6 separate regions of the Mus musculus genome follow, and regions 1, 2, 3, 4 and 6 are each linked to region 5. A link is a contact called in public HiChIP or PLAC-seq and promoter capture Hi-C data. All regions are on one chromosome and are shown on one strand. The core of a region is the stretch at or near the end of the contact, and the rest is flanking DNA. Distances in the headings are between cores, read along the strand shown. Region 1 holds the start of Il18bp (interleukin 18 binding protein). Region 2 holds the start of Numa1 (nuclear mitotic apparatus protein 1). Region 3 holds the start of Atg16l2 (autophagy related 16-like 2 (S. cerevisiae)). Region 4 holds the start of Art1 (ADP-ribosyltransferase 1). Region 5 holds the start of Clpb (ClpB caseinolytic peptidase B). Region 6 holds the start of Stard10 (START domain containing 10).

The links. HiChIP or PLAC-seq counts read pairs in DNA pulled down with a chosen protein or histone mark. Capture Hi-C pulls out chosen DNA fragments and counts their contacts.
Region 1: an H3K4me3 HiChIP or PLAC-seq map of stem cell-derived neural progenitor cells shows a contact between it and region 5, with 4 times the contacts expected there. The contact joins the promoter of Il18bp here to the promoter of Clpb in region 5. A contact is called at or near these places in 21 of 39 promoter capture datasets (the 3T3-L1 cell line, 3T3-L1-derived adipocytes, the C10 cell line and 12 more), 3 of 15 datasets of contacts at CTCF or cohesin (the NIH/3T3 cell line, pro-B cells and stem cell-derived epiblast-like cells), 6 of 484 Hi-C or Micro-C datasets (the N1E-115 cell line, bone marrow-derived macrophages, cerebellum and 2 more), 18 of 115 datasets of contacts at active chromatin or transcription factors (the 230-238 cell line, the NIH/3T3 cell line, T-cell acute lymphoblastic leukemia and 13 more) and 3 of 9 other capture datasets (adipose tissue, liver and macrophages).
Region 2: a promoter capture Hi-C map of liver shows a contact between it and region 5. The contact joins the promoter of Numa1 here to the promoter of Clpb in region 5. A contact is called at or near these places in 2 of 39 promoter capture datasets (embryonic stem cells and neural stem cells), 1 of 15 datasets of contacts at CTCF or cohesin (pro-B cells), 20 of 484 Hi-C or Micro-C datasets (the Ba/F3 cell line, the C2C12 cell line, the N1E-115 cell line and 12 more), 21 of 115 datasets of contacts at active chromatin or transcription factors (the NIH/3T3 cell line, the SCID.adh cell line, T-cell acute lymphoblastic leukemia and 16 more) and 4 of 9 other capture datasets (adipose tissue, liver, macrophages and 1 more).
Region 3: a contact with region 5 is called in an H3K4me3 HiChIP or PLAC-seq map of embryonic stem cells, with 9 read pairs. The contact joins the promoter of Atg16l2 here to the promoter of Clpb in region 5. A contact is called at or near these places in 1 of 39 promoter capture datasets (hippocampal neurons), 1 of 15 datasets of contacts at CTCF or cohesin (large pre-B cells), 5 of 484 Hi-C or Micro-C datasets (B cells, CD4 T cells, embryonic stem cells and 1 more), 5 of 115 datasets of contacts at active chromatin or transcription factors (the SCID.adh cell line, embryonic stem cells, large pre-B cells and 1 more) and 2 of 9 other capture datasets (adipose tissue and liver).
Region 4: a contact with region 5 is called in an H3K4me3 HiChIP or PLAC-seq map of bone marrow-derived macrophages, with 7 times the contacts expected there. The contact joins the promoter of Art1 here to the promoter of Clpb in region 5. A contact is called at or near these places in 11 of 39 promoter capture datasets (the C10 cell line, the HPC-7 cell line, cranial neural crest and 7 more), 4 of 484 Hi-C or Micro-C datasets (bone marrow-derived macrophages, cortical neurons, embryonic stem cells and 1 more), 14 of 115 datasets of contacts at active chromatin or transcription factors (the NIH/3T3 cell line, T-cell acute lymphoblastic leukemia, bone marrow-derived macrophages and 10 more) and 3 of 9 other capture datasets (liver, macrophages and pancreatic islet).
Region 6: a contact with region 5 is called in an H3K27ac HiChIP or PLAC-seq map of embryonic stem cells, with 10 read pairs. The contact joins the promoter of Stard10 here to the promoter of Clpb in region 5. A contact is called at or near these places in 1 of 15 datasets of contacts at CTCF or cohesin (large pre-B cells), 2 of 484 Hi-C or Micro-C datasets (CD4 T cells and regulatory T cells) and 2 of 115 datasets of contacts at active chromatin or transcription factors (embryonic stem cells and pancreatic cancer cells).

Annotation. Positions count from the first base shown.
Region 1 is chr7:102,016,877-102,019,576 of GRCm38.p6, forward strand. It overlaps Il18bp (interleukin 18 binding protein), which reads right to left and starts at 1,356. Exons shown (of 7, transcript NM_010531.2): 1 at 1,234-1,356; 2 at 721-788; 3 at 411-475; 4 at 1-65. The coding sequence starts at 438. It overlaps Rnf121 (ring finger protein 121), which reads right to left. Exons shown (of 9, transcript NM_029211.3): 9 at 2,261-2,700.
Region 2 is chr7:101,968,497-101,971,196 of GRCm38.p6, forward strand. It overlaps Numa1 (nuclear mitotic apparatus protein 1), which reads left to right and starts at 1,347. Exons shown (of 25, transcript NM_133947.3): 1 at 1,347-1,473.
Region 3 is chr7:101,300,725-101,303,424 of GRCm38.p6, forward strand. It overlaps Atg16l2 (autophagy related 16-like 2 (S. cerevisiae)), which reads right to left and starts at 1,364. Exons shown (of 18, transcript NM_001111111.1): 1 at 1,177-1,364. The coding sequence starts at 1,303.
Region 4 is chr7:102,100,351-102,103,050 of GRCm38.p6, forward strand. It overlaps Art1 (ADP-ribosyltransferase 1), which reads left to right and starts at 1,393. Exons shown (of 5, transcript NM_009710.4): 1 at 1,393-1,441.
Region 5 is chr7:101,662,466-101,665,165 of GRCm38.p6, forward strand. Clpb (ClpB caseinolytic peptidase B) reads left to right here and starts at 1,286. Exons shown (of 16, transcript NM_009191.4): 1 at 1,286-1,748. The coding sequence starts at 1,346.
Region 6 is chr7:101,319,707-101,322,406 of GRCm38.p6, forward strand. Stard10 (START domain containing 10) reads left to right here and starts at 1,407. Exons shown (of 7, transcript NM_019990.5): 1 at 1,407-1,646; 2 at 2,008-2,327. The coding sequence starts at 2,121.

The DNA of each region.
Region 1 (2,700 bases), core at 106-2,605, 350 kb after region 5:
TGCAGATGTGGCTCTGGCCAAAATGACATGGACATACAAAAGCAGGACCCACCAAGAACTGGGGCCTGAGGAACAAACAGTTACAGCTGTAAATAAAACTGAAGCTCAGCTTTCTAGCACCCATCTTAGTTGGGGACAAGCTGCTACCTGGGTAGGAACAGACCTCGACCCAGATACTCCTAGGTTCTCACCAGGAACCTGAGTGGGTGGAGACCGTTTAGCCCCCACCCCTCGGCTCTGCTGAATGTAGTGCAAAGGAGCCTTGAAATGGAGCCAGAACCAAAGTAGCTACATAGGCGCTTACAGCAATGGAAGAATTGGATGGAACTTCCTTGGGGTGGGGGGTGTTGGGTAGCAGAGTTAGCCACATAGCTCCATTCCTTTAAGAGCCACAAAGCCTAATGTCCCACCTGCTGTCCAGCAGTGTCTCATGGTCATGATGACTTGCAAGCAAGTCTGGTGTCTGTGACTTCCTCTGGAAAAAAATAAGTAAAAGTCAGCTAGCCCTACATCTGTGTTCTTTCCCTCAGGCAGTGTTACTGACACCCATTTGAGCTGGTAGTTTAGAGGGCAGACCTGTAGCCACCAGCTGGGCTATCCACACTTAAGGCACTGCTGGTGTTAATAGTAACAATTTTCTCTCATACCAGCTCCAAACAGCACTTATATAACTTATACCCCCTTAGGAAGGAGAGAAAGTACTAAAAGCCAGGGACTTACCTGGGAAGCAACAGTCCGTTTGCCAGCTTGCCAGCCTCCTTCTGGGAAGGGCAGGCAGCAGTCAGCTTCTAGGAAATCGAGCACCTATTTTCACTTTCACTTTCTTAGCTAGGAATCCCAATCGAAAGCAGGCTGTTCCGAATGGGCCCCTCTCCAAACTCACAGGAATCCTCTATCTACCTCACCCCTCTCTCTAAGGTTAGCGAAGGGGTGAGAAAGATGAGTCTCTCACAGGTCTGTACCTGTCTTGCCCCTTCCACCCTTCACAGCCAACTTTCCTTTCTCCAGAACAAACTCCAAGGAGGCAGTATTTATTAGTACTGGGAACCCCAAATTGAACCACTGACCTTTTTACATTCAGTGCCTCACTGGCCCATTAATATCGTAGTTTCTCTCAAGCTCCCCCACTCCCATCCCTCACCCCAAGGTCAGGTGTATCACTTAACACCAGCCTTCACACACAGCCACAGCCACTTGTACAGGTTCGTTTTCAGTAAATTTAGATCTTCCTACCTGGCTCCTAAGCCCCGAATAGCTTCTTGGAGCTCTAAGGCTCAGCCAGGATAGCTGCCTGGCCCCAAGAAAATCTCACCACAGGAAGGAGCAACTTCCCTGCCTGGCTCGTGTACAAAACTCCCAGCCAAGCGAGAGCTGACCCCAAATAGCCAGGAAGGCACTTCCGCAACACTGGCTCCAGTAGCTCAGAGACTGGTACTTGGAAAGAACAAAATTAGAATCAAACAAAACCCTGAAGCCATGCTCCCTGCATGTGCCAGAACCTCTTGGGGCAGAACGACCAATGCGCACACTTGGGGCAAAGTGCTGTGCTCTTAGGTCTGTGATTCTGTCACCAGAGGGTAGAACTGGTGACAAGTGGGATGGAGCAGGTTGGAAGGACCTGTGGGAATAGATTCATACCTGGTTCAGATGCAGGAGGCTAAAAGCTGTCTTCTATGTGGCACAGTCACATTTCTTTTGAGCAGTCCACCTACCCTCTACCACCTAGGTTGCTGAATTCAGGGCAAAACTCCCTCAGAATCCAGGATCTCTAGGAGTTAGGTCCAGAAGTTGTGCATCCACACACAGCCATTGGGGGATTTCTCATTCCACTGGGGTTTGGGTAGGGGTGCAGGACGAGGAACTGCACTGTACCTTACAAGACTAAAGGTAAAACATAGACGTAGCCTTCACCTTAGGGAGAGGGGAGGACAAATACCAAAGGAAGAGTAGCCTGTCTCTTGGCCTTCTGCTCAGCTCTCATTCCTCTGAGGATGGAGGGAAAAAGGAAGCCACAGCTGAGTAAGAGAACAGGCTGAGTTGTGGGGGTATCAGGGTACTAGTCTCAGACTGGGGGTGAAGGCCTCAGGGCCCCTGATGCCGTAGGACAGGAGACACACACACACACACACACACTCTCACAGAGGGAGGATGGGTGAGAAGGCAGGACCAATGGCTCCAGGTTCCGGCTCTCAGGTGGGATGCAAGAAGCCAAGATACCCCAGGGGGCCCGGGAAAGAGGTGGCAAAAAAAAAAAGGCAAATGCGTGTCCAGCTTTGCAGCCAGCTCATGGAGCTTTATTCAGATGTGATGACAAGATCCTGTTTGGTTCTTGTTGCCTTCAAATGGGCCAGGCCAAATTTCTCTAGACACCCAGTGCTGCTGACCCATGATGCCCTCCCCCTTTCTTCAGACTTCCAGGACTACAGTTAGGCCTGCTCAGAAGTCCCCTTTCAGAGCCCATCTTTATTCAGGCCTCATTCTGCCTATGCACTCACCATTCTTAACGTCAGGCCTGGGAAAAACCCACAAATGACCAAGCCTACCTAGGGACGTTTCCTGGGCTGGAATCCCCTCTTAGCTTCAAGGGCACACTGATGACTGGCAGAAAACAGAGATCCATTAGTCTGTCTGCTCTGTGCATACACAAACATACACACTCTTAGGCTTTCAGGAAGGAAGTGATGTGCAGAGTACCCTTTG
Region 2 (2,700 bases), core at 97-2,596, 310 kb after region 5:
ACCTGACTGCTCTTTCCGAGGTCCTGAGTTAAATTCCTAGCAACCACATGGTGGCTCACATCTGTAATGGGATCCAGTGCCCTCTTCTGGTGTGTCTGAAGACAGTGACAGTGTATTCACATAAATAATAAGTCTTTTTAAAAAAGTCATCTTAAAGTTGAGTGGTAATTTACCTGCTTCATAAAGAGGTGTTGAAGCCTAATGAAATGATGCCCAATAGGTCAGTAGGATGGTTTGAGGCATGTTAGTAGGTTCTTAGTAAGCATTAGCTACTATCTATTATATCCTGTTTCTTCTTCAGACCCCCATCTCCTCCTCACATGTGATTCACATATGCCATGTACTTTCTTCCCGGTACAGTTGCTCCTCCTAGTTTTGTCTTGTTTGAGATAGGCTGTTACTCTGCCTTGGCTGGGCTGGAACTCTAGTAGTGAGTGGATCAGGCTGGCCTTCTGCTCCAACCTCCCACTTGCCAGGACTGTAAGCACACAGCACCATGGTGGCTTTGAGTCTCCTGCTTTTTGTCAGCTTCTTTCTCCTCAATGCTTCTCATTCCTCTTTTAACTATTCTCTACCATCCGTGTCCTCAACACCTTCCTATCTATTGGGTAGCCTCCTAGCTCACCTTGCTGCCAGAGAACCATTTTGTCAGGTTAATCTGGCTCATACCACAGCTCTCTGTTAAAACCATCCCAGATCCTTTATTTGAATCCTTGAAGTTCAAGATTTCCCAATTCTGACCTCAGTTCACCTTTGACACCTGGTCTCTCACTGCTACCACACCTTTCTGCTTTCTTCTCCCTTTCCCGAGAGGAAAAATTTGATTTTGTGCTTGAAGATCCAGATTAAAATATTACTTCAGTTTTCTAATCCTTCCCTCATCTAAACTGGTTAGTTTCCTTACATCTTTTATATGAGTTAACATGTACCATCTTGGGATAAAACTTGTAGTCACTTCTGATCTGTGGAATTGTAACCCTAGCTCAGACGTTGGGTATAATTCTTGTATGGGTATTAACAATATTTAATAGCAATACATTACACATACTTCATTAAATGTTTCTAGTTGTAAAGTGAGGGAATTCCTTTAACTATCCCAGGAGGTGTCCAGTGGGTGGCAACGCTGTCGAGATCTTGTCTGAGTGTGACATTTCTTTTAGTCATATAGTTGCAGCAGACTCTGAGGATGATGAGTCCCTGTGCCTGTTGAGGGCTCTAGCCAGCGCCTGCCATACTCAGAACTGTGCCTTGGCCCCTCGGCCCCTCCCCACAAATGCCCACAGGAACAGCGGATTAGGTTCTGGCAGCACAGCTGGGATTTTGGCGGCCATTCCAGTCAACAATAGCGCAGCTATCGGGACAGAAGAGCGAGGCCTACGCTCCGCGGCTAGAAACTGCCTGGGCCGCTCGTTTGGGTGGAGGAGTGGGAGGAGCAGGCACACAGCATGGCATCTTGGCCTTGCTACGCAGAAGGTAGGGGCTGAAGAGATTCCCTGCGGAGAACAGGCTAGGGTGGCCAAGTCCTAGGGCGGGCAGGCGGGCGGGCAGGCAGGGCGCTCTGAGGAGGCCTGCGCTTTGTGTGGCGGGGAGCCGGCGGGCGGCCGTGCGCCTGCAGACACGCCCCCCTCGCCGCGCCGCAGGAAGCTGCCCCTGTACAAGGCCTGCGCCGTGCGGCTCCCCTGCGCTCGGCTCCCAGGCTTCCTCTGCGCCGGGCGCCTTTCCCGCCAGGGGCTGGCCGTGGGTTCGGCGGCTCTGGGCCTGCCCGATAGGGCTGGTCTCGGAGGTGGACAGGCCGTCACTGCTACTGCCTTAAGCCCTGCTGGAAAGCAGCGAAGGGGGAGTGTCCTGGCCATCTCAGGTTGGTGAGGCCGGCCACCGCGGGTGCGTTTTTGTGTGTTTACGCCACAGCCTCCAGCCCTTGCTGCGCGTGCTCTCCCTTCAGCAATGGAGCCTGCGGGCTTGCGCCCTAGCCACTCTCCCCGCCCCCGCACGTCCTGCTCAGTTTTTAGGGCACGGGCAGGCTTCACCTGGGTCCTCCTGGTAGGCGTCGTCCCCCCCCCGTCCCCCCCCCCCGAGCTCTTGGCTTCGCTGTTGCTCCCAGACCGCGCGGAAGCTCGCTGTGCCTTTAAAGAAAGCAGACTCCTGGCTGTGACGCACTTCTGGCTGTCAGCCAGGAAGATTGCTTCTGCCTGGCCGACTGAGAAGAAACCCAACAACTTTTCTTTTGTGTGTGGGGTTACTTTCCACTGCCCCCCCCTACCCCTGTCCTTTCAAGATTTAAATGCTAATGGCGGATTAAAACCTGTAGATACGTTTGGCTTTAGGAGTCCGGTAAGGCCCCCAGCACTAAGACTTTTTCTCCCTCACTCTTTCTCGGGTTAGTTTTGTTTTGTTTTGTTTTTTCAAAAAAATGGACGAGAGGGTGGGGTGGTTCATCCCCCTCACCTCCCTTTGCTGCGCCATCCTTAGAGGGGAGGGAGAGGAAAGGGAGAGCAAGTAAACACTGAGAAACAGGCGCTGGCCCTGCGCAGAGCTTGCCAACATCCGGGAGTTGGCGCCTTTCTTTCCCCTCATAGATGTCAGCGTGTTTTTGTTTGGAGGGAGTAATGTGTGCGCCTGTCCTAGAGCTATAGAGACGGCCCAGTAGAGGGCTTCCCTGTTTCCTTGTGTGGTCCTAGATGTTTTTGCGGTGTTGGACAA
Region 3 (2,700 bases), core at 114-2,613, 360 kb before region 5:
ACCTTGGACCCCCTCACCCACATTCCTTCCAGCTGTTTTGTTTTGTTTTGTTTTGTTTTGTTTTGTTTTGTTTTGTTTTAAACCAATTCCAGGCAGACTGAGGCTGCTAACCTCAGGCCAGATCCTCACCTCCCTTCCTTCTCTGTCTGAGGTTCCTGGACCCTGACAAATTCTCAAAACTACCTGAGACCACAAGGCATTGCAAGCACCCCTACCCCGGCATACAAGGTCACAATGTGCCTCATTTGCAAGTAAGAAATCTGAGGTAAAGGACTTGAATTACCCCAAACCACAGACCTGGGTCTCTAGGTTCCCAGTCTTGCAGTTCTCCTGGGTGGTCCCTCCCTTAAACCGATAGTCCCACTGCCCATCAGAGCAGTTGGAGAAGTGGGGTTGTCTGGAGGTAGAGGTATCCAACCCCAAGAGAGGGCCAGCCCTCACAAAGTTCCAAGGAAAACAAATTTGATTGCGTGGGTGCATCAAAATTAGCACCAAGTGAGGAAGAAGTAGGGAGTATGGTTAGACTTTCAGCCTCAAACACACAATCACAGTCCACCAAAAGGCAGTAAATACAGATGCACTCCAGTGTTCCTCGGATGGAGTGCACACATCTCCTCCTCCTAGCCAAAGTGCCCAGAAATAACCACATGAGAATTTAACTTCCGCCGCGCGACAAACAACCTAAAGGAACCCGGAGCCCCATTCGAGCTACGATCCGCTAGGCACTGAGGTACTCCACGAACGTACGCCAGTATAACCTATCCGTACCAGAACCTACCAGAGACTTTCGCTCCTTCCTTTCAGCTACCGTGGCTGTTCTGGCCACGCCTGCCTTCTTTAACTGGGCTCTGGGACCAAATGGACTGACCAGGCCTTGCCCTAGGGACGGCCTGAAAGAAGGACTCGACAAAACCATCACTGAGACAGAGCTTGTGTCTAGGATGCTCAAGGGAGGCAGAGCTGAGTCTTTGGGGCTAAGCAGCACCAGAGCTGGAAACAGCAGGCAAGCCAATGCGGAGAGGGGCGTAACAGGTTCCAAGACGCAAAGCCCTCGGGAACCGTGACGGCGCCGCTGCCCTGAGTCACAAGTCGAGTGGCGGGACAAGCCCTCTCCCCGAGCGGGGAGTCCCACCTCCTCAAAGCCAGTCATCCCCGAGCCCCCAGGGACGCACTCACAAGCCGGCACTAGCTCCAGGAAGAGCGCCTTTTGCGTGCGGTCCCGATGCCGCAGCTGCCGCACGATGTGGCGCTTCCAGACAGCGGCGGGCGCGCAGGGATCGCAGGGGGCGCCAGGTCCTGCCATGGCCGCCGAGTCCCTAGCGGCCGCGCAAAGCTCCAGCCCGAGCAGGGGGGCGGAGCCTCCCGGGGACTCCATGACGTCAGGGCGGCAGCAGCGGGGAATCCCCGGGCTGTACCAAGCGCTTTTGTCGGGGAGATCTGGACACCTCAAAGCAGGTGCTGCTGCGGCCCAGCAAAAACCCTCAGTCCCAGAGGTGTGCGTTTCTGTCCCGGAGTAAGCAGCAGGGATTGAAGCCTCCCTGTCGCCTGTGGGCGCGTCCAGGGCGGGGCCTCAAGGTCGCCTTCCTTAACCTCTTGGTGCCTGGACCAGTGTCAGAAGCTGAGGATGCAGAACTCACTAAGTTACCCCGGAAGGGGAGACCCTACCACCAGGGGCTGTACAGAGACAAGCACCAGGCACAAGCAGTCTAAGAGAGAAGACTGCCTGAAGGAGCCCCACTGTCACCTACAAGGTGACAGTTGAGTGGGGGTTTATGAAGGACCAACTAAGACCGTTACCCAGAGGGAGCGGAGACAAAAGGACTCTTAAGCTCTGGAAAGAACAAGTAGACATGGTCTGATGACATGAAAATTTCCAATGCAGGCGGGCGTTGGGAGTAGCTCAGCGATAGGGTTTTTGCTAACCCTGCGCGGGGGCCTAGATTCAAGGTCCAGCGCTTCAGAGTTGTTAGGACAGGACGCAGAACTGTCCGTGGGAGGAGCAAGATTTAGAGGTCCAGTTGGTAGCAAAATTTAGGGCTCTAAGAAAAGACTCCGTTTATCTGGAAAACCCCAGGCTCAGAGGAGAGAAGAGGCTTCCTCGTTTGCAGCTGTGTGTAGTAGGGAGCTGAGCTAGCCAGCAACCCAGAGTTCTAACTCAGGGCCTATCTGCTGCCTCTCTTGGACAGCACAGACATCTCTTGTGGGTACATTTGACAGTGAATCTGGGCTCACGGGGAATTGTAATGAAATTGTCTCTAGCAAAGAATTCTGCAGATACAGGCTGTGGTAAAGAATGACAGGAGAGGGCTGGTGAGATGGCTCAGTGGGTAAGAGCACCCGACTGCTTTTCTGAAGATCCGAAGTTCAAATCCCAGCAACCACATGGTGGCTCACAACCACCCGTAATGAGATCTGACTCCCTCTTCTGGAGTGTCTGAAGACAGCTACAGTGTACTTACATATAATAAATAAATAAATCTTTAAAAAAAAAAAAAAAGAATGACAGGAGAGACTCAGTGGGCCTAGCCTTACAATATGACATACTGAGGAAGGTTCAGCTTCAAGCCCTGTTTTTAGCTAGGGAAGGCAGACCTGGTTATCCCTAAGAAATAAACCGATGGGAGGGAAAAGGCAATATCAGGAAGCCCTCTAGGCCCTGCAGGGGACAAGCCTTGAGATACTGGGGTCTCAAGTTGGGGG
Region 4 (2,700 bases), core at 143-2,642, 440 kb after region 5:
TCTTTGTCTCCTACCCTGGTCCGAAGGGCCGGGGTAGAAGGGAATTTATGACATTCAGTGCTTAGCCGTCCAGGAACAGCCACACCCCTTCCACCCCCTCAGACATTCCCTTTCCAGACTTCTCCGGCTCAGCTGAACCCATGTTTGTAAACACAGCTTTCTCTCGCACCTCCCTTGTGCTTGACTATAAATAACCTAGTTCTGAGTTCAGATGCCCAGTTGGGTGTAATGGGAGAAGGACCCAGCTTGCGGGAAGGTGAAGGAGGGACGTTCTTAACACCAAGGGTTAGAGATGCCTCCTGTTGGGGCCACCATTAGCATAGGATAAGGCCTCTCCAGTCCAGCTCATGAATTTACCCATCACCACCCTTTACCACCTCATATTGTCAGCCAAATAAAGTTTCCTTCACCCAAAAGCCTCTTTTCTCCTCCAATCCTTCCTGAAGGCTAAAGAGAAAAACAAACTATGTCCAGCAGTGATCCCTTCCTTCCCTCCTGACCCCATCCTCCCTTTCTGGGAGGAATTCAGGTACTTGCAGTTTCTGGGACAGCAGATGCTGTGTGGGGGCAGCCTATGGCTTGGGGATTTTCTTATATCCTAGCACCCGGAACTCCAAGAAGTGGAGTCAAATCTGGTCACGTGTGGGTCAGGGATCCTGAGAGGGGCAGCATCCTCTCAGGTCACACGGTGAGTCAGAGATCCAGCAGGAAGCTAGGTTCTTTAGGGCAGAACAAAGCTTGCCCTAAACAACATGCATTGTAAACTTTATATGCCCCAGTACAGGGGAACTTCGGGGCCAAGAAGTGGGAGTGGGTGGGTAGGGGAGCAGGGTGGTGGTGGGATATAGGGGGCTTTCGGGATAGCATTTGAAATGTAAATGAAGAAAATACCTAATAAAAATTTGAAAAAAAAAAAAAAAAAAAAAAAAAAAGAACATGCATTGTGGTGGTACATGCCTATAACCCTAGCAATCGGCAGGGAAGCTGGGGCAACAGGATTGCTTCAAGATCAAGGTCAGCCTGGACTTTGTGAAAGAAAGTATTAAGACAACAACAACAATTAACCACCACCACCACCACCACAGAACAAAATGGAAGGAGAGATGTGTGGAGTTGGGGTGATCAGAGTCCAGAACCAAGCCTGGTGAGAGGGCTGCAGCCCCATCTCCTCAACACCCCCAACACTGCCCTCCACACCTCTGTATTCGGCAGCTCTTATTGTTTTGGGAAGAGCTTTGGCCCAGGTCACACTGGGGTGAGGCTAGTGTTCCTGAGCCTTGACAAGGAGACAGCTTGAAATAGACGAGTGTCACATTTCTGAGCAGCTGTGTGGCGACAGCAGGAGGGGTAGGGAATAGACAGTATAAAAGAGAAAGCTGCCCTCCCTGCCCTGTCTATCCCAGGAGACCAGGTCAGCTTTGCCCGCCATGGAGAAGGCTAGGTAAGGCCAGAAGGCTACCTCACCTCCTCGCATAGGGAGCAGGGAGGGAACTTTTTTGATTTAAAATCTATGGTATTAATAGTTTTAGGGATCCTTGGATCCCAGGAAGGTTTGTGGATGTGGGGAAGTTTGGGGTTTTTGAGGAGAGCCTTGGGGTCATATTCCCTGAAGGAACTGTTGAGTGAGGGCCAGAAAAAGGAAAACCGAGGGTCAGAGGATAGGGGATGCAGCTCCCTTGCCTGTGGAAAGGGATTTTTAAGCTGGATTCAGCTCTCCTGTGCCAGAGACTAAGTTAGAGGCCAGCCTGGGATACCTAACAAGACCCTGTCTCAATAAAATAAGATAAAAAAAAATAAAATGAAATGAAATGAAATAGGGAGAATTCCCAGTGTCCCAGACCAATCTCTGCTGCATTTCCCCCGTGACACTGGTCACCAAGGAAAGCAATCTATTTACTCTGAGGTGCTGTCTGATTGGCAATGCTCACACCGCCTCTTAGCCTGTTTACCAGAGACTGGGGGGAGGGGAGTCTTCCATCACAGACTGAGCAAAAGGAGGCCAGAAGTGACTGTAGAAATGAGGGTATGTGGTGGACACAGGCAGGCTTTAGCGAGGCTTCCGTTCTCTAATGGACGGGAGCCAGCGCTGACAGATAGGGTGCGCTGTCTGGACAAGAGAAGAGGTGGGCTTCCACGGATTTTCCGGGATTACTGACTGGGGTCATCATCTTGCCTGAAGGACATGGAGGGCTCAGCAGCTGAAGCTGTGAGACCTGAGCTTCACTGCTCCCAATGCTCAGGCTGCTATAAAACCTCTGGCAGTGGAGGGCAGAAAAATCACCCTGCCCAAAGAGGTGATTGACATATCTGCCTTCAGAGTGACAGAACCTGACTCAAAAGGGAACACATGGACGCCAGTCTCTCCATCCCAGCCCAGTTACCCATGAGCATCTGCAGGTCTACCTGAAGCTGGGTGTTTGTAGATTTTACTTCCTTCATCAGCAAGTACTCGGGTGACTTTGCCTAGTCCTGGCCTGAGATCAGGGATTACTGCCGGTTCCTACACAGGTCAGGGGTGGGGCTTGGGGCGCTCAGGAGAAGTCAGCACAAAGTGATGTAGAGCCCCCAAAGGATTCTGGGGCTTTCTGAAAGAGGTGGGCCCTGAGCTAGGCCTGGAAGAGGAGGAGGTCAGGACAGCTCAGGGCAGGGAAATGGCAGAGCCTCTCTGGAACTTTGTTCTGTACTGTAGGCGCCAAGCAG
Region 5 (2,700 bases), core at 36-2,535:
GTACAGGTAAACGCAGGCATGAGACTTGAGTGGGACAGATGCAAACCAAGGCTTAAGACCTATTCTCAGCCAACAGGCTAATGGAAAGCCCCAAAACCTGCTTTAACAATTCAAACAAGCCAGCTAGGCACCACTGGATACCAACCAGCAAAGTACCTGGGCCTGTCAGAAGCCCTGGCAGCCCAGACAAACTGTTCCCTCGATCTAGCTCAAGAGGCTCTAATGCAAGAGCAGGAAGCATTCCGCCTACAAGGCTTTCTCTGTATCCTCTAGATCAGGAGCAACTCTATGGAAGGTACAGCTTTGAGCCAGGGTAAAACAACACCCCAGACAATCCCAAACCCAGTTTTGTAATTCTGTGAGACACAAGGGGCCAGACACAGATATATGAGTAGCTAATTGTCAGCTAACTACAGAAGGAATCAACTGAAACACAATTCATAGATTCACTATTATGTAACAAACAAGATGGCTCAACTATAAAAGACACTTGCTGCCAAACCTAAGGATCTCACACACACACACTCACACACACACACACACACACACACACATCTTTAAACACACACACACACACACACACACACAGTCTTAAAGTCTTTTGAGACAGAGTCTCTCTGGCTCATAACCCTGACTATCTTGAAACTCACTATGCAAACTAGACTTTCTCAAATTCAGAGAGATCTGCTTGCCTTTGCCTGGAATGCTGGGATTAAGGACACACACCACCTTTCCCAACACTCAACATCTTTTTGAAAAGCAATAGCAACTCAGAATAAAAGTGGGGAGGGGTACAAGTTACTTAACAGGTCTTCATCGAAAATGCAATTTTATTTAAACACTAGGGAAGTTGTTCTAGGATTCCTGTATTTTGATTTTCGATATTTTGATTTGATATTTGATATCTTACACAGTTGGGGCTGACCTAGACCAAGAATGTGATTTTGACCCAGACCTTGAATTCCCGTTCTTTCAGGTTCCCACCTTCCAAAGGCAGGGCTTAAAGTTCTGTGTTAATACAAATACGGGGCTCTGGAATCTTGAATCCTAATTGCCACGCCCCACCAGAGTTTTCCTTTTTGCCACGCCCCTCTGCCCGAACTGCATTTCCCAACATTCTTCCAGCTCCGCTGTCAGCGGTCATTGTGATGTCATTCCACAGCCCTCGGGGAAATGTAGTTTGTTTAGTCTCCAGCTAGAGAAAGATCTGGGGCTGTGGACTACCACTCCCGTGAGGTAGTGCGCAGTCCCACCTTATAAGCGGCGTCTTCGAACGCGCCGCGGCAGCCATGTTGATCGTGGCTAGCACAGGGGCCGGCACCAGCGGGTTTTAGAAGCAGGTGTCATGATGTTGTCCGCGGTGTTGAGGAGAACCACGCCAGCGCCTCGGCTCTTCCTAGGGTTAATCAAATCTCCATCTCTCCAAAGCCGGGGAGGTGCTTACGGCCGTGGCGTTGTCACCGGAGACCGCGGGGAGCCGCAGCGGTTGAGAGCTGCCGCTTGGGTGCGCCCTGGAGCATCTTCTACCTTCGTCCCCGGACGGGGGGCAGCCACCTGGGGGCGCCGTGGAGAACGCACCGAGATCCCATACCTGACTGCCGCCTCGTCGGAACGCGGTCCTAGCCCCGAAGAAACACTCCCGGGACAAGACAGCTGGAATGGGGTCCCCAACAAGACGGGTCTGGGCATGTGGGCCTTGGCCATGGCGCTGGTGGTTCAGTGCTACAGCAAGAATCCATCCAACAAGGGTGATTATGGGGTCAAACTGGGTTCAAGGGAGAGGTGGGTGGGTGGGTCATGACTCCTTTGGAAGGTTGAAGGTATTTGTAAATTTAAACCCGCATAACCTTACCTTGAAGAAACCCAGTTACCTTCTGCTGCCAGGAGCAGCAGATGGAAAACTCACTGAAGTTACATCATTTCCCATCGTAGGTCTAGCACCCTCTTTGGGATCAGTTTGTATACAAGTATAATTGGGGACATTGGACTGACTAATTACAGCCCGGTCCTTTTATGTACCAATATTATATCTTGTCCATTAGTCTTTCAAGAGGTCTCCAGGAAGCCTCAACAGCTTTAGGGACCGCCTCTACATGTTTTTCTGCGTACATAGGTCCAAGGAAGGAGGACACTTGGTTCTGGTGCTAGCCTGACCCCATGTTCCTCTCTAATCTTAGTTTCCCCACTGTCTAATGAAGGCAAGCTCTCAGTGCTCTAATATTTTGACCTTTCCTGGAGTTCAGAGTCTGTTTAGTTGCTTAGAGTTTTGCTTAGTGTCATGTTTAAGATGAGCTGGATACTGTGGAGGGTGTGTGTGTGAAGCCTTGGGGGACAGGGAGTTGGCTGAAAGTTGCTCTCTGGAGACTTACAGCAGTGGGGGAGGGAGGGAGGAGGTGGAGGTAGCTAACTCAGATTGGCTTCTTACCTCAGTTGCTTAGAGTTGAGCAGGAGCTGCAAGGGTGGCCTGGCTGAGCCCAACCTCTCAGGTTTTCAGTTGTCAGTGCCTGCCTGTCCCATGCACCCCAGACTCTGAGATTGTTGAACAAGATTGGAGACCGCCTTGACCTTCCCTTGTTTGTTTAATAAGATGGGGCCGCTTGGAAAGAAAGGACTTCTGGATGAGGAACAAGGACACGGAGGATCTTGTACTGTCTTTGTAAATCTGGACTCTTAATCCTTCTTTGCTGCCCTGCGTTTCCT
Region 6 (2,700 bases), core at 157-2,656, 340 kb before region 5:
CTTTAAAAACATTTTGGGGTGGGGGGGCAAAGTCTTACTTTGTTGCCTGTGCTGGTTTTGAACGGAATATGCAGCCCAGGGAAAGCCTTAAACTTTGGGTCTTCCTCCCCAGTCTCCTGAGTAGCTGGGATTATAGGTCTGTGCTACCACATCCAGTTTCCTGCTTATTTTAAAAGTGGGCATGATTTACAAAGATCTCAGAGCCCTGAGCACTTCAGGGAAAAAAAAAAAAAAGCACATCTATTTGTGAACCTACAGTGCTGAGTCTGCGGTTTTCTTTTAACACCTGTAAGAAAAGAAATCTACATGGTGGAGATAAGAGGTGACTTCTGAGGGACCAGGGGGAGAATGCAGAGGGCACAGAAGGAGCCTGGGTGGCAGAGGCTTGGTACTCTGGCACTGGTGGGAATAGCCATTAGCAGACTCTGGTACTACTAGGTCAGTGGTAGTCACTTATTGCTCCTAATATCCAGAGGAGCACACCAAAGGCTTTCCCTGCTCGTCTCTGGCCCAGACAGTGACAAGACTGCCATGCTCATACTGGCCTGGCCCTAGCTTTCACTGGGTAGATGGGACAGGGCTCCCAGAATGGAAGAGTAGGCAGAAGAGTTAGTGGACAGAATTTACATCAGGCTACAGAGTAGAGCTCTGGTCCACTCTATTCTACAGAGGGGTGGAGGGGGCCTGTGCTCCAGTGTTCTGCAGCCCTGTGCTTTTGAGAACTGGTCTTCGCCTAGGGGAGGTGTGGGTAAATGGCTGAGAGCTAAAGAGGGGTGGGTTTGGAAGCTGCCAAATAGGGATGTAAGAGGTTGCTGGCTCAGGACCTCTCTCTGGCCAGAGTGAGGCTGAAGTGGAAATTTTGCCAAATTCTGGCCAGCCTTTGAACCTTGAGCCTTTAAAGTCGGATCAACTTCCGGCTGGGTTTGCACACCCTACTGGAAAATTGAGTTGGGTGTGTGGAGGAGGCTTGTTATGCTCTTGGTTCTTGGGGCTTGCAGGCTGTCGCCATTTCTAATTTAGTTACTGAGGGGCTGTCATCCCTATTCCTGCTAGTTAGTCTTTCAATTGTCATGAGGGTGTGTGCCCACCCTTGAATCTCTGAAGTGTTGTGTGTGTGAATAAGCTGTTGCAGAAGCGTGTACCTGCAAGGGTGGGAGCGAAGAGTAGAGAAGAGGCTCTCAGTTAACTTCCAGAATCTCTCTTGGCACCTCAACCTTACTCTGAGAGCCCAGGCTACTTTGTTACTTCGCTATGTGGTTCCTGCTCACAGGTCCCCGGTCCTCTGATAGTCTACATCTCTCCCCGGACTTTGCCCCTTCCCCGGGGCTTACGGGGGCGGGCGCTAGGACCCGGCGGGGCGGGGCGGGGCGGGGCTCGGTGCTCCCGCAGTTCTTACCTCCGCAGCCTGGAAAATACCGAGCGAGGCGAGCGGAGCCCGGGAGCCCCGAGCCTAGCGGGAGGGAGGAGGGCGGAGGGGGCGCGCGGGGCGGGGGGCGCGGAGCGGGGCGGGGCCGGCGGCGGGACCCACTGCTCCTCCCCCCAGGGTCCCCGCGCGGCCCCCGGTCGCCCGGGCAGCGGAGGCAGCGGCGGCGGCGGAAGAGCTCGCACACCGGCCCCGGCGGGCCCCGGCAGAGAAGCCCGCACAGGTGAGACTCCGCCACCACACCCGCCCCCACCACGGCCCCGCGCGGCTTGCTGCTGAGTTAGTTGTGCGAGTCCGGCCAGCACCGCGCGAGGACTCCGTGCCAGACCCGCACTTGCGATCCCCCAGAGTCCCGCCCGGCTCTCGCGGGCTCCTGCACCCGCTACGCAGCAATCCTACTGCCGCTCCAGGGAAGTATGAGGTCGCTCCTTGTGGGAGGGTGGCCCAAGTGACTGTCCTGTGCCGGTGCACAACCGCCTGGGGCCAGTACCTGCCCTTTTCAAGCTGTCCGCTGGTCCGGGACCCCGGCTAGCCCCACCCGCGCCCCCAGCGCACTGACTCTGGTCCCCAAACCGGTCTTGCAGGTCCCAGGAAGGTGGCGTCAGCATCTGCAGCCGCGTCGACGTTGTCTGAGCCTCCGCGGAGGACCCAGGAGAGTCGGACTAGGACCAGGGCCCCGGGCCTCCCCACGCTCCCTATGGAAAAGCCAGCTGCCTCAACAGAACCCCAAGGGTCTCGGCCCGCCTTGGGCCGTGAAAGTGTCCAGGTGCCCGATGACCAGGACTTCCGCAGTTTCCGGTCAGAGTGTGAGGCCGAGGTGGGCTGGAACCTGACCTACAGCAAGGCCGGCGTGTCTGTGTGGGTGCAGGCTGTGGAGATGGATCGAACTCTGCACAAGATCAAGGTAGGATTGCCCTGTGGTACCTGCAGCCTCCACTCCTCCCGAACTGTCTCTCACAGGAATCTCCTCGCCCATACTCAGACCAGGGACCCATAGAGGGGTGCATGTGAGCTCAGAGTCTCCTAATATAAACCAGAGGACACACATGGGCCATATGACCCGGGTTCTAACCTAGGCATGCCTGTGTGTTTGGGAGATGGGTGATGGCCAGGTACACTTAGGGGAATAGTGTCTCTCAAAGGTCTGTCTTTCAGAGTAGCTTCTGCTTGGACCCTTAGTTTGACCCACTAGGTAGGTGAACGGCCCACTTCCTCCTTCACCCGGGGTTCTCTAGCCCGCGATGGGTCTTCTGCTCTACTTTCTGCACTCTTGGGTG